Linked DNA regions of Mus musculus: region 1 is linked to region 2. Evidence: chromatin contacts called from public HiChIP or PLAC-seq data. All regions are on one chromosome and are shown on one strand. Each heading gives the region's core, a stretch centred on a gene start, on an enhancer-like site or on the middle of the called end of the contact. The rest is flanking DNA. Distances are from core to core; before and after follow the strand shown. Region 1 holds the start of Pramel13 (PRAME like 13). Region 2 holds the start of Pramel1 (PRAME like 1).

Evidence for each region. HiChIP or PLAC-seq counts read pairs in DNA pulled down with a chosen protein or histone mark.
Region 1: an H3K27ac HiChIP or PLAC-seq map of embryonic stem cells shows a contact between it and region 2, with 5 times the contacts expected there. The contact joins the promoter of Pramel13 here to the promoter of Pramel1 in region 2. A contact is called at or near these places in 3 of 39 promoter capture datasets (the C10 cell line, cranial neural crest and embryonic stem cells), 2 of 115 datasets of contacts at active chromatin or transcription factors (both in embryonic stem cells) and 1 of 9 other capture datasets (embryonic stem cells).

What each region holds. Positions count from the first base shown.
Region 1 is chr4:144,405,556-144,411,869 of GRCm38.p6, forward strand. Pramel13 (PRAME like 13) reads right to left here and starts at 2,909. Exons shown (of 4, transcript NM_029948.2): 1 at 2,802-2,909.
Region 2 is chr4:143,392,609-143,399,058 of GRCm38.p6, forward strand. Pramel1 (PRAME like 1) reads left to right here and starts at 1,833. Exons shown (of 4, transcript NM_031377.2): 1 at 1,833-1,935; 2 at 3,822-4,139; 3 at 4,442-5,008; 4 at 5,760-6,450. The coding sequence starts at 3,847. The coding sequence ends at 6,276.

The DNA.
Region 1 (6,314 bases), core at 1,659-4,158, 1.0 Mb after region 2:
GGCTACATTGACAGCTAGAAGAAAGCTTTCACAGATATAATCTCTTATCTCCTTACCTAAACTCTGTTTCCATTCATTAAATGCTTCTATATTTCCTCTTTTTCTATGCCACTGCTCTAATCTTATCTGAGTTCCAATAAATTTGCCTAAGTAATAAAACATCCCACTATATGATTCAACTTTTTAATCTTGTTCCTTCTGCTCCACAAAAGGCTCATCTTAAAGACTGCTCATGTCGTTATCTCTTTTATAAACGTATAAACTACAGGAAATCCACTCAGCTCCCTCTCATGGACCAAATAGACTCCATCCAGATGCCCAAAGTTCCCACTTGCTACCTATTCCAAAGGGTGGGATTCCTATGGGTTTCAAATGTACATCTTAAGAAAAAATTTTCTTTCTCCCAAATGTACTTAATCTTTTTCTCTACCTATAATAATGTGTTCCAACATCCCAAATCCAGGTTTTGCTACATCCAGGACAGCTCCAGAGAAGCCACTTCCAGAGACTCCAATATCTCCTCTCACAGACATATGCTCCTACTGGACCTCTTCCTTCTGACATATCCTCAGATGGCTCCACAGGCCCTCGACAGCAAGGACAGCCAACATCCCCCATCCTTCCAGGTTCCCCAGAGACACCGTTGCCCCAATGTCAGCATGAAGCAGCCAGATATCACAACGACCTTATTCCTACTTCTTCATCACCTCTTTCTAATTTTTCCTTTTTTTAAAAAAAATTAAGCCAAAATGGAGTAATGTTGGTATTCTGTCTAAACTCTACCCCCACAGTTCCTTTCAGCAGCCAGGTATGCTCCTACTCCCCGCAGTTACCAGGCAACAGCCAGGTAGGCTTGTGCCAGTATAAAGGGGGCTGCTTGGCCCCGCCTCTCTCTTGCCTCTTGTTCCCATTCCCTTCCCCGCCCCCTCCATGTGACCATGGCCAGCCTCTACACCTCTACTCTCTCCTTCTCTCTGCCTTTGCTACTCTCTTAACTCCCCTCCCCATGCACTCCCTTGCTCCACACCACACCAGACCATATCTTAATAGCTCTTGCTCTTTTTATGATCACAACACACATCACTTGTATCTTTTCTGTTTGCTTGTTTTGTTTGTTTGTTTTGTTGTTGTTGTTGTTTTCGAGGCAGGGTTTCTCTGTGTAACCCTGGCTGTCCTGGAGCTCACTCTGTAGACCAGGCTAGCCTCGAACTCAGAAATTCGCCTGCCTCTGCCTCCCAAGTGCTGGGATTAAAGGCATGCACCACCACACCTGGCTCACTTGTAATTTTTTTTTTTTTTTTTAAGGTTAGGGCCTCCTTATGGTGCCTTGGCCTAGAGCTCTCTCTGCAGATCAGGCTGGTCCTAAACTTATGGAATCCACATGCTTCTGTCTCCTGAGTGCTGGAATTAAAAGTTCAGACCACTATACCTGGTTCTTTACAACCTTTAAAAAAATAACAACAAAATACTAATACTACTACTAATAATAATTTTGTGTTTTGGTTTTGAGACAGGGTTTCTCTGTGTGTAGGCCTGGCTGTCCTAAAAACAGGCATCTTGGTCCATGTGTGTAATTTTAGCAATTGGAAGGTAGAGACGGGTCATCCCTTGGCTACATGGTGAATTTGAGGCCAGCCTGGAACCCAAGAGACCTTATCTTAAAAATTATGATGATGGGGGAGGGAAGAAGGAGGGGGAGAGGATGTATGAAACCCAGGGCTTGTGTATGTAGGCAGGTGCTACACTGAGCCACCTCCCCTCCCGGGCTCCTTTCACCTTATTTTAGAGCACATTCCTTCTTTTTAAAGTTGCTACATGTTGCTACAAGGGTAATTCTAGCACTCCAGTCTCGGAAAGGCTGAGTTTGAGCCAAGTATGGTTACATAGTCAGAACTGCCTCAAAACAAAAACTGGCTAGAACCAGTTCCAGAGGCTCTGCTGCCCCCTTTCTGTCCTCTGCAAACACCAGGCACTCACAGGGTAGATAGGCGTATGTTGGCAAAACACTCAATACATAAAATAAAAATAGTTTAAAAAAAAAAGAGAAATGTAAAACAAACGTTATGTTATGCCAGCCTCATGCAGACTGCATGGATTGCAACAGGAAGCCATGCCAGTTGGTTGTGGAAACAACTTTAACTCCAGCACTCAGGAGGCTAGGAGGATTTCTATGAGTTTGAACTCAGCCTGGTCTATATATAAAGTTCCAGGACAACCAGAACTACATAGAAGAGTGATCCTGTATCAAACGGCAGGAAGAAAGGAAAGACAGAAAGAAGATGCATGTTAGGAAAGTGACACACCCTTAATCATGACACTTAGTGAGAACGGCATATGGATCTCTGAGGTCACTCCCAGCCTGGTCAACAATGAGTTCCAGGACAGCCAGGGCTACTTAATGAGAACTTGTCTCAATAAGTAAATAAGTAAACAAACAACAAAAACCCAGAAGCCCGGAAGTGCTGAGCAATGTTATACACACCATTAATCTCAGCAGAGGCAGGCCGATCTCTGGGCAACCAGAGATACATAGTGACACCCTGTCTCAAAAACAAAAACAAACAAACAAAAAACAACCAACCAAAGGAGTTGGGCAAGTGCCTGGCTCACACCAATCCTTTAGGTTTGTGTAAATGCCTTCTGTGAAGCATGCTTGAGGTTCGTGACCCATTTTTAAGGATGCACACCGATCCTTAAGCTACTCCGGACCGTTCCTGAACTGCTAGAGACATAAGGTCTGTTTACTATGACACCTGTATAACTCTGGAGAGTCATGACTGCCTGTGGATGGTCATAAATACCTGCAATGAAGTCTCCGCTGAACTCCGGAGGCCAGAGATCTTCTACTGAAGTGGGCGTAGGAATATCCGCCAAAGAACTGAATTCCCCTGACCAGGGCAGACTAAGACTCCTCCTCCTTCTAGCCCCTCCCCTTTCCCCCTTCCTTCCCTCATTCCGTAAAAATGCGGCTGGTCTGTGCGTGGCTGTTTGCTTCTGTTTCTAACCCGAAGGCTTTCCAGACTTAAGGGTCAATTCAAAGACGCCAAGGTTTTAAAGTGTCTAATTGTAACTATCCTCTGAAGAAAACTAAGGCCTCTCACTCAGTTGAAAGGAACAGAAGCAGACAAACTTCAAGTCCTGGTGTCGTGGGTTATTGCAGGAGCAACACAAGTTTTACTTTTTAATATTTATTTTGTTTTGAGATAGGGTCTCTTACAGCCCAGACTTGGCCTCTAATTCACCTCTAATTCTGCTTTCATCAAAAAAAAAAAAAAAAAAAAAGAAATGCTGGAATCACAGGTGTGTGCCATCTTGACACAGTGATTCACACAGAATTGAATTCACGTGTGAGGGGTCTCTGCAAACACCCGTGCCAGCAGAGTGCGGATCAAAGATCCTTGAGAGGCCAGAAGAAAGTCTAGTTCAACAAGGCTCGGTTCAAACTTTGACACCTGTTAGTTTATTTATTTTACGTATATTTAAGTACAGCACAGTTGCTCTTGGTGAGGGAAGCTAATTGGTGATAATTAGCACAATCCTGTGTGCACAATAATAAAGCAAGGCTGCGCCGGGCGTGGTGGTGCACGCCTTTAATCCCAGCACTTGGGAGGCAGAGGCAGGCGGATTTCTGAGTTCGAAGCCAGCCTGGTCTACAAAGTGAGTTCCAGGACAGCCAAGGCTACACAGAGAAACCCTATCTTGAAAAGCAAATTAACCAAACAAACAAAAGCAGGACTGCATTGAAATTCTTTCTAAAGTACCTTTGACATCATCCATAAAGATGAGTATTGGAGATCGACTATGTGTGACATCATTGTAAGGGTCTGGGGGAGGGTCTGGTGTGGTCTAGTGCAAAGATCATCAGGGTATGGCTAACCACCCCTAGGACTCTAGCCTTCTGGGCAGAAAACTGGTTATACTTCTTTCACTTTGAAGAGACAGCCCTAGCTGTTTAACATTCCTGGTTTCCCTGATGCTCATAGGCGAGCACAAGAACTCCTACACCTGGTGCTCAACCTCTGAACTAAATTGCTGTGGAGGGAACCTGTTTTGCGCTTGAATGGCCCTGGGGGAAGCATTGAGGAGGTTCTGAGGGTCCACTGGTGAGGCGACTTGACTGATATTTGCCTAGATAAAACCCTCTCCCAGGTGGGAGGATTCCTGGAACAGGCAGATGTCCACACAAGAGGGGGAAACTTGAGGATCTGGGTTCCTATAGCACACACTGTTAGGCTTTGCCTTCCTAGGGATCCTGAAGGCCCAGCCTAGGAGAAATCAAAGCTCAGCAGGCTGGTAGGCTCAATCTTCCACCCTATGTTTTAGGGACCTCTGAGATACCTCCTTTCTCGAGTGACAAAACTGAGAGGAACAACCAACGTGACATCCAGTCAAGCCCTGCAGATACCAATGTTTTGCCTCAGAATCCATGCAGGAATTGATGTGTTTATATCAAGACAAAGAGGTATAAGATGTGTTCTATGGGGGTGTGGTGAGGTGTGGTGGAAGGAGGTGCCTCGGTGGGCCCATGCCAAGGCATCCTTTCCCCCTGAAGGATACACGATGGTATAGTATAGAATAGAGTTTATTCATGGCATGGGGAGGTGGGGGGAGTTAAGAGGGTAGTAGAGGCAGAGAAACACAGAGAGAGGGAGAAAGTAGAGAAGTAGAGGCCAGCCATGAACATGTGGAGAGAGGAGGGAAGGGAATGGGGAGAGAGGGGGACTAAGAGTGAAAGAGGCAAGAGTAAAAAGGAGAGGAGGGGGCAAGCAGCCCCTTTTATAAAAGGCCAGGCCTACCTGGCTCTTGCCAGTAACTGTGGGTCAGAATTTAGACAGAATGCTAACAGGAAGCCGGGCAGTGGTGGCGCATGCCTTTAATCCCAGCCTATCTCAGGAATATTCTCAGCATCAGCACATCTTAAGTTTACAACCAACCACACATACTTTCCAAAAACAGTCACCAAGGTGGAGGTAAGGTTAAGAGTTTGGTTTTGATTTTTTTTTCCTTTTCTTTCCTTTTCTTTCCTTTTCTTTTCTTTTCTTTTCTTTTCTTTTCTTTCTTTCTTTCTTTCTTTCTTTCTTTCTTTCTTTCTTTCTTTCTTTTTCTTTTCCAATTCACACTTGTCTTTTTATTTGTTTTGTTTGAGATAGTCTCTTGTAACCCAGACTGTCCTCAAACTAGCAAGGTAATCAAGTATGACCTTGGATTCCTGATCCTCCTGCCTCTGCCTCCTGAGTGCTGGGATGCCAGACATGTTCTGTACTAGGCACAGAGAGATTCTGAGTCGCAAACCTCAAGGCCTGTAAAATGCTGTCAAGATGGCTATCGAGGGTGGGAGTGCAGGCTTGGGCTAGCATTTGCCTTCTCTTCCCACCTGATTCCCAAGCAATTTTCTAGCTGAGCTCTAAAATCAAGACACCACTGTAACACGGCAGAGAGAAATGTAATAGCAAAGCTTTCTCCATCTTGTCTTGGCTGAAACCAGCTTTGGTTTCCACCTCCTGCTCTGACAAGTCCCTTGGGGAAGAGGGAAAGCACCCAGCCCTGTTCTAGAGACTCAGGGTCAAAATGCCCCAGTTAGTTCTCAGCTCTTGTTAAACTGCTTGTTTGTTTGCGTTCCCTTGCAATTGCCAAACAGAATTCAGGTTTTCTGTGTTCTTTATCTTCAAATACTCCCTGTACTATGGATTGGGGCTGCTCTGTGAGAAATGCTTCTCTTCAGGCATCACAGTCACCAGCTGGCTTATGAGACTCTTCTTTCTACCTTCCTTTCTTTCCTTCTTTTTTTTTTCCTTCTTTCTTTTTAAAAGACACACCAGAAGAGGGCATCGGATCCCATTATAGACGGTTGTGAGCCATGATGTGGTTGCTGGGAATTGAACTCAAGACCTATGGAAGAGCAGTTAGTCCTCTTAACCCCGTGAGCCATCTTTCTAGCCCACTACAGACTCTCAATTCTAATTTTGGCCATGGTCTTTGAGCCTTTACCTTGTAACAGAAACAGATACTTGTGAATGGATTCTGCTTTAGACCTGAGCCATTCTCTCTCTCTTTCTCTCTCTCTCTCTCTCTCTCTCTCTCTCTCTCTCTCTCTCTCTCTCTCTCGCTCTCGCTCTCCCCTAGGGTCTCACTATGCTCTGGATGGCCTGAACCTTGTTGTATTAGTCAGGGTTCTCTAGAGTCACAGAACTTATAGCTAGTCTCTATATAGTAAAGGAATTTATTGATGACTTACAGTCTGCAGCCCAATTCCCAACAATGATTCAGTAGTAGCTGTGAATGGAAATCCAAAGATCTAGCAGTTACTCAGTCCC
Region 2 (6,450 bases), core at 583-3,082:
TGATGTTTTGTTCTGGGAGTCAATACTGGACAGGCTGAAACAATAGGATCACTTCTATGGGCTAGCCTAGTCTACATGTTCTGGATCAACCTGGGTTACATATAACAAAGCCTTGTTTCAGGAAGACAAAATAAAAGAGAAAAACCCCCACAGGTGACACTGGGTATGTAAGTTACTAATGTTTTTTTGTTTTTTTTCTGGAGAGAATCTGGTTTTTATCTTTACTATCTTAAAGTGGTTAAAGAATTCTGCAAGAAAAATGCCACGTATCAGTTGTTTTTTTTTAATTTTTTTTTATTTGAGGGTCTCATGTAGCCCAGGCTGGACTGTTACTATTGTAGCTCAGCCTGTCCTGGAACTCCAGATTTTTTTCCTTCTATGTAGCAGGGTGGTTTGTGCCCACTATGCCCGGCTACTTTTTATTTTTCTGTGAAATAGACTAACCCTTTGCTATCTTTCTTCCCAACTGTTGCAGTCAACATATTGAAAAATCTGTTTGTGGGGTGAATCCATGATTGAGCCTTGACTTTAACCCCATCTTAATTCTTCCCTTGTGGGGAGAACACAGATCAGACTCACTTTGTGTGTGTGTGTGTGTGTGTGTGTGTGTGTGTGTGTGTGTATCAGAGTGCCTTTATATTGTTCTAGGCCTTGCTGTGTAGAGACCTGGATTGCCCCAAACTCATCCTAACCTCCTGCCTCTGCCTCCAGAGTGCATAACCACAGCCCCATCTTCTCTTTTTTTCTCTTCTTCCTCTTCTTCCTCCTCCTCCCCTCCTCCCCCTCTCTTCCTCCCTCCCTCCCTCTCTTTTATAGGCAGGGTCTCATCAAGTACATCAAGTAGTCTAGGTTGGAGCCTGGAAGTCAATATTTAGTTATCCCGGGCCTAAAGTCACAGAGATTCTTCTGCCTCTGCCTCCTGAGTGTTGGAATTAAAGGTACGCACTACTACAGTCCCGCCCTTTGTGTGTGTGTGTGTGTGTGTGTGTGTGTGTGTGTGTGTTTCATCCAGTAGTCTTGGCCAGGGCCTCAGGGCCTGGAATTTAATATTTAATTAAGAAAATGCTGGGCCTAAAGTCAGAAATCCTCCTGCCTCTGCCTTTTGAGTGAAGAATTAAAGGTGGGCAATACCATAGCCACACTTTAATTTCTTTTTTCTTTTCGGTTTTTTTTTTTTTTTTTTTTTTTTTTTTGGAGACAGGGTTTCTCCGTATAGCCCTGGCTGTCCTGGAACTCACTCTGTAGACTAGGCTGGCCTCGAATTCAGAAATCCACCTGCCTCTGCCTCCCAAGTGCTGGGATTAAAGGCGGGTGCCACCACTGCGGCTTAATTTTATTATTATTTTTTAAGGCAGGGTCTTATCCAGTAGCCTTGGTTGGAGCCTGGAAGTCGATATTTAGTTAGACACAATACTGGGCCGAAAGTTAGGGATCCTCCTGCCTCTGCCTCCTGAGTGCTGGAATTAAAGATGGATACCAGCACCAACGCAGCAATCCCCCCTACCGCCCCCGCCTTATTTTCAAACATGGACTCATCCAGTAGTCTTAGCCAGAGCCTGGGAAATCGATATTTAGTTAGCGAAGAAAGGCCGGGCCTAAAGTCACAGAGATGCACCTGCCTCAGCCTCCTGGCCAACGCTGTAAGTCTCCCTCCACATCCGGCTCTAGATTCAAAAAAGCGTTGGAGGAGTGGGGGGGCGAAATCCCGTGAAAGTGGGCGGAGCCTGAGACGTCCAATCAAGTGGCGGCTTGTATGGGGGGCGGGGCCCGAGCTTATTTCAGCGGCGTGGGAGCAGAACGTTGTGTTAAAGCTTCGGCGGCCACGAGAGCGAGCGCTTCCTGTCAGGTCTCTGTGAGTTTGAGGCCAGCGGGGGAGACAGAGGGACCGGAGGGCTCCGGGGCGGCTCGGAGACATCTTGCTTCTGTCCATCTCTGGTAAGCCATTTTGTCCCTCAGTAGCAGCAGCAGCGGGCGAGGCCGGAGGATCGCTTCAACCCTTGGTAAAAAAAAAAAAAAAAACAACAAAATAAACGCCCCACTCCGTGCCATCACCCCGTGCTCTTCCAGACACGTCGGGGAGACTTGACTAACGGGTGCGCTGACAGGATAAGGCCGTTCTTTCTCACTCTGCTTTTTTTTGAAGTAGGCCTTCGTCTGTGAGGGCCCCAGGGCCCGCCAGGAAATCAGTGCGTCGTTTCGGGCTTCAAACACTTCCGGCATGCTAGGATTAAGTGCCGAGTTATCGAGCCTGTGTGACTGACTGAAGAATAACTTGAGTGTGGCTAGGATTAGGAGTGTGTGCTCGCACACCTTGTTTATCAATGCATTCCATCAGCCAGGTTGCTTCCCCCCCCAGTCAGAGATTGCTTCTTTTGAACTTTGCCACCCCCACCCCCCCCCAAGGCTAACAACCGTTTTAATTCGAAGTTCCTCACTAGATCGGGCCTTCCGAGAGGATGGGGGTAGGCTGGGCCCTTAGGCAGTCATCTGGGCATCTGGCCTAGATGGGTGGGTCACATCCTGCGTTAGATTCATTACATTTACGAAGTAGTAGTGAAATGCTTTTAAGGGTGTGGGTGTGTGTGTGTGTGGGGTCCCAGCATTAGGAAGGTTTGAGAATTGCTGTGCAAAGCTGGGTGGGTGGTGGTGGCTCCAGCACTCAAGAGGCAAAGGGCCAGCCTGGTCTATAGTAAGCCAAACTTGGGTAGAGTCACTCATGACTTTGATTTCTTGTTGGAGTACTGTCTGAGATGGGTAGATATTTATTCATATTCTCTCAATTTACTAGGCAGACCAGGTTAGATGGCATAGGGTTTTAATGAGTTGTAGACAGACTTTTTAAAAGTGGGCATAGTGCCAAATGCCCTTTGGGGAGGTGGGTGGAGGTTGGTTTGGGGTTTTTTTGAGGCAGGGTTTCTGTGTATATCCACCATGGCTGTCCTGTGCCAACACACTGGGCAGCCTGGAACTTATGTAGATCCCTCTACCTTAGTTTTGAGTGTTCTGATGATAATGTGAGTCACCGCTCTAGACTTAGAAGAAACTTTTCTCCTACAGAAATTCAACCCTTGGCATTTAAAGTTTTTAGTCAGGTGTGATGGTGAATACCTTTAACCCCAGCACTTGGGAAGCAGAGACAGGAGGATCTCTGAGTTCAAGGCCAGCCTAGTGGACTACAGAGTGAGTTTCAGGTCAGGTTGGGAAACCATGTCTACAAACAAACAAAGAAAGAAAAAACCAAAACAAACAACATAACAAGTGATAAAATGTTTGAAGTTTAGTGATAGTGGCTCATTAGTAAAAATGCCCTAACATGTATGATACTCATGTTCAGTGCTAAGTGCTACAGAATAAACATTTACTCAAATATTTCCTTCTTTCTAATAGTTATTGCTATTTCCCCGACCCCATGCTCCCAAAGCTGACCCCCAACTGAATGTATATCTCTGCCTCCTCAGTGCTGGGGTGGCATCTGCCATCCCTACCACCTGCTGCCATACAGGATCTTGAATGACACATTTCCTTCAGAGAGCTGGAGTTTAACTTCTAGGATGCACAGGACTCAGTTCCTGCTGGGAGTGGAATCCATTGCCTAAACTGGAAATGGGTGGTAATAAGATGTACTGTGGCAGTGGATATTTGAGACCATAGTCCTGGGGCCAACAGGGAGTGGGATGGTGTTGTGGTCAGTGTAGCACAGAGTAGAAGGAACTAGATTGAGGTCTCTGTCACTCTTGGAACAGTGACTGTGACCCTGACCTAGCTCCTGTCTCGGGTGAGGTGAGTCTCAGCACTTATCTTTTTTCTAAATGTTGCCCCAGGAATCCTTCCTGAAGATCCATCAGGATGAGCTGCAAGACTCCACCCACACTCCAGGAACTGGCAGAGAACAGCCTCCTGAAGAACCAGGACTTGGCTATCTCTGCTCTGGATGACATACCCTCACTTTTCTTCCCATCACTGTTCAAAAAGGCCTGCAGAAATAGATATGTTGGGATCATAAAGGCGATGGTGCAGGCGTGGCCCTTCCCCTGTCTTCCTCTGGGGGCCATGATCAGTAGGAAGACTGCCTACAGGAGAATCTTAGAGATTATCCTGTATGGGCTTGATGCCTTGCTTTCCCAGAAAGTTCCCCACAGGTGAGTGAAACCCAGAAGGGAATACAAGCAGAGACAGTTGGGGTCAGGTTGAATGGGGGAGACAAGGTAGACAAGGATGGAAGGGAGGCTTTTGATGGCCCCAGCTTGGAGAGCTACAGGGGCTTTTTGGCCATTGCTGAGCCATCTGGGAAAGGACTGTGGAGTGTGCAGGGTTTATCAGCAGTGGCTGAAGTACTCTGCCCCTGTTTCCCATGGGGACTGGACTGGATTCATGGACAAGGGCATGAGAGTCAGAATGTGGTAAATGCCTAGGTGCTGAGACTCTTCTGTTTCACCCACAGCAGGTGCAAGCTGCAAGTGCTGGATTTACGGGTTATGCCTTTGAAGCTGTGGAACAGGTTGCCTGTGTTTGGGACTGCTGGCTGCAGTGAGAATCCAGCAGTGGTGGGCCATTCGGGAACAGAGGTGAAACAGCCAGTGAAGGTGCTGGTAGACTTGGTCCTCAAGGAAAGCCCACTAGATTCCACAGAGTCCTTCCTCGTTCAGTGGGTGGATAACAGGAATGGTTTGGTGAGTTTGTGCTGTTGCAAGCTGCAGATCTGGGCTATGTCCATGTATTACCACAGAAAACTTTTGGAGATTTTGGATCTGGACTCTGTCCAGGAGCTGCGTATGTACTGCATCAGTAATCCTGTCTGCCTGCTTAACTTCGCCCCTTACTTGGGTCGCATGAGGAACCTGCGCTGCCTCATCCTCTCTCACCTCTGGCAGACCTTCTCGATGACCCCGGTGGAGAAGCAGCAGGTTATTACCCAGTTCACGTCTCAGTTCCTCAAACTGAAATGCCTCCAGATCCTGCATCTGGATACTGTCTTCTTCCTAGAGGGTCATCTGGATGAGCTATTCTGGTAAGGAGGGGTGGTCAGGTTTCTCATTAGAGTAAAGCGAAGCCTTGGCATTTAGACATTAGTGGGCATGAGCTCTCTGCAGCTACTGGGAGATTGACATTACCGAGGCATTAGAGTATCAGGGCATTGTTTTGTGTCTGCTGTCCCAGAGAGAGGTGGTCACATAGCCACTAATACAAAGGAGTAGGGTCAAGCTGGAGTTGATGGCTTGGAAAGGGTGTACCATGCTAGGAAGCCTTCTCAGTAATGAGATCAAGTGAGAATGGGTTCTTAGTTCTTTTTTAGCAAGTGTCTAAGGGAAATTGGAAAAGGGAAAAGGAAGGCATTGAAGAGGGCTGTACTGCACACCTGCACAGTTCCCATCAAAGACAGGCTAGTTTTTGAGATGAGGTCATCACATGTAGTACAGATTGGGAGTAAGATTGGCTTGTACTTCCCATAATCCTCCTGTGTCTGGTCCCTAGTGGTATCATATCACAGGTGTGTACTGCCATATCCGTTGTTGGTTTGACCTCAAGCAGAGGTCAATGAGCGGATGGGAAATGGGACATTATGCCTAGGTTGGTCTTTCAGGTGTAAAAGGGACTTGTAGTCTTGGATTGAGCTGTTCCTATAGTGATGGTGACAGGCCTCAGTATAGATTTGAATGTGCAGAGTCTAGTTTAGAATATCATGGGTATTGTGATTAGAAAGATCTTGAACCAGATGCATATTCCCAGAAATGTCTTCTTGTTTCCTTTTTTTTTTATAGGTGGCTGAAGACACCCTTAGAGACCCTGTCTGTGATTGATTGTAATCTCTCAAAATCAGACTGGTTCCATATATCTGAGTTCCAGTGCACAAGTCAGCTAAAACACCTGAATTTGAAATGGGTCAAACTGACCCATTTGAGCCCAGAGCCCCTTCGAGTTCTGTTACTAAAATCTGCATCTACCCTAACATCCCTGGATTTGGAGGGCTGTCAAATGATGGACTCTCAACTCAGTGCCATCCTACCTGCTCTGAGATGCTGTACACAGCTCACCAAGTTTAATTTCCATGGGAACTATATCTCCATGCCTATCCTGAGGGAGCTGGCATATAACGTTGTCAAGCAGAAATCCCAACAGTCAAAGATACGCTTTATCCCAAGCTGTAGTCATCACAGTGGTCTGGAGTTTGAGGCCATTTCTCAGCCTCATATTGTGTTTGTAGATGTGGATCGGACTACTGGGGAGCAAGAACAAGTCTTGTTTTATGCTATTTGTTCTGGAGAATATGTGTTATGATATCTCTACAATGTATTAGGACTTGTTAGACTCCTACCTAATGAGATACAGATTTAAGCTCTCTTGTGGACACTGGGATGTGTCTGGTCAGAGTATGCACAACACATGCTTTTAGACTGCAGTTCTTGCGAGTGAGAAGAGAAAGTTGATGCTAGAGTGCAAACAAGTGAGAGT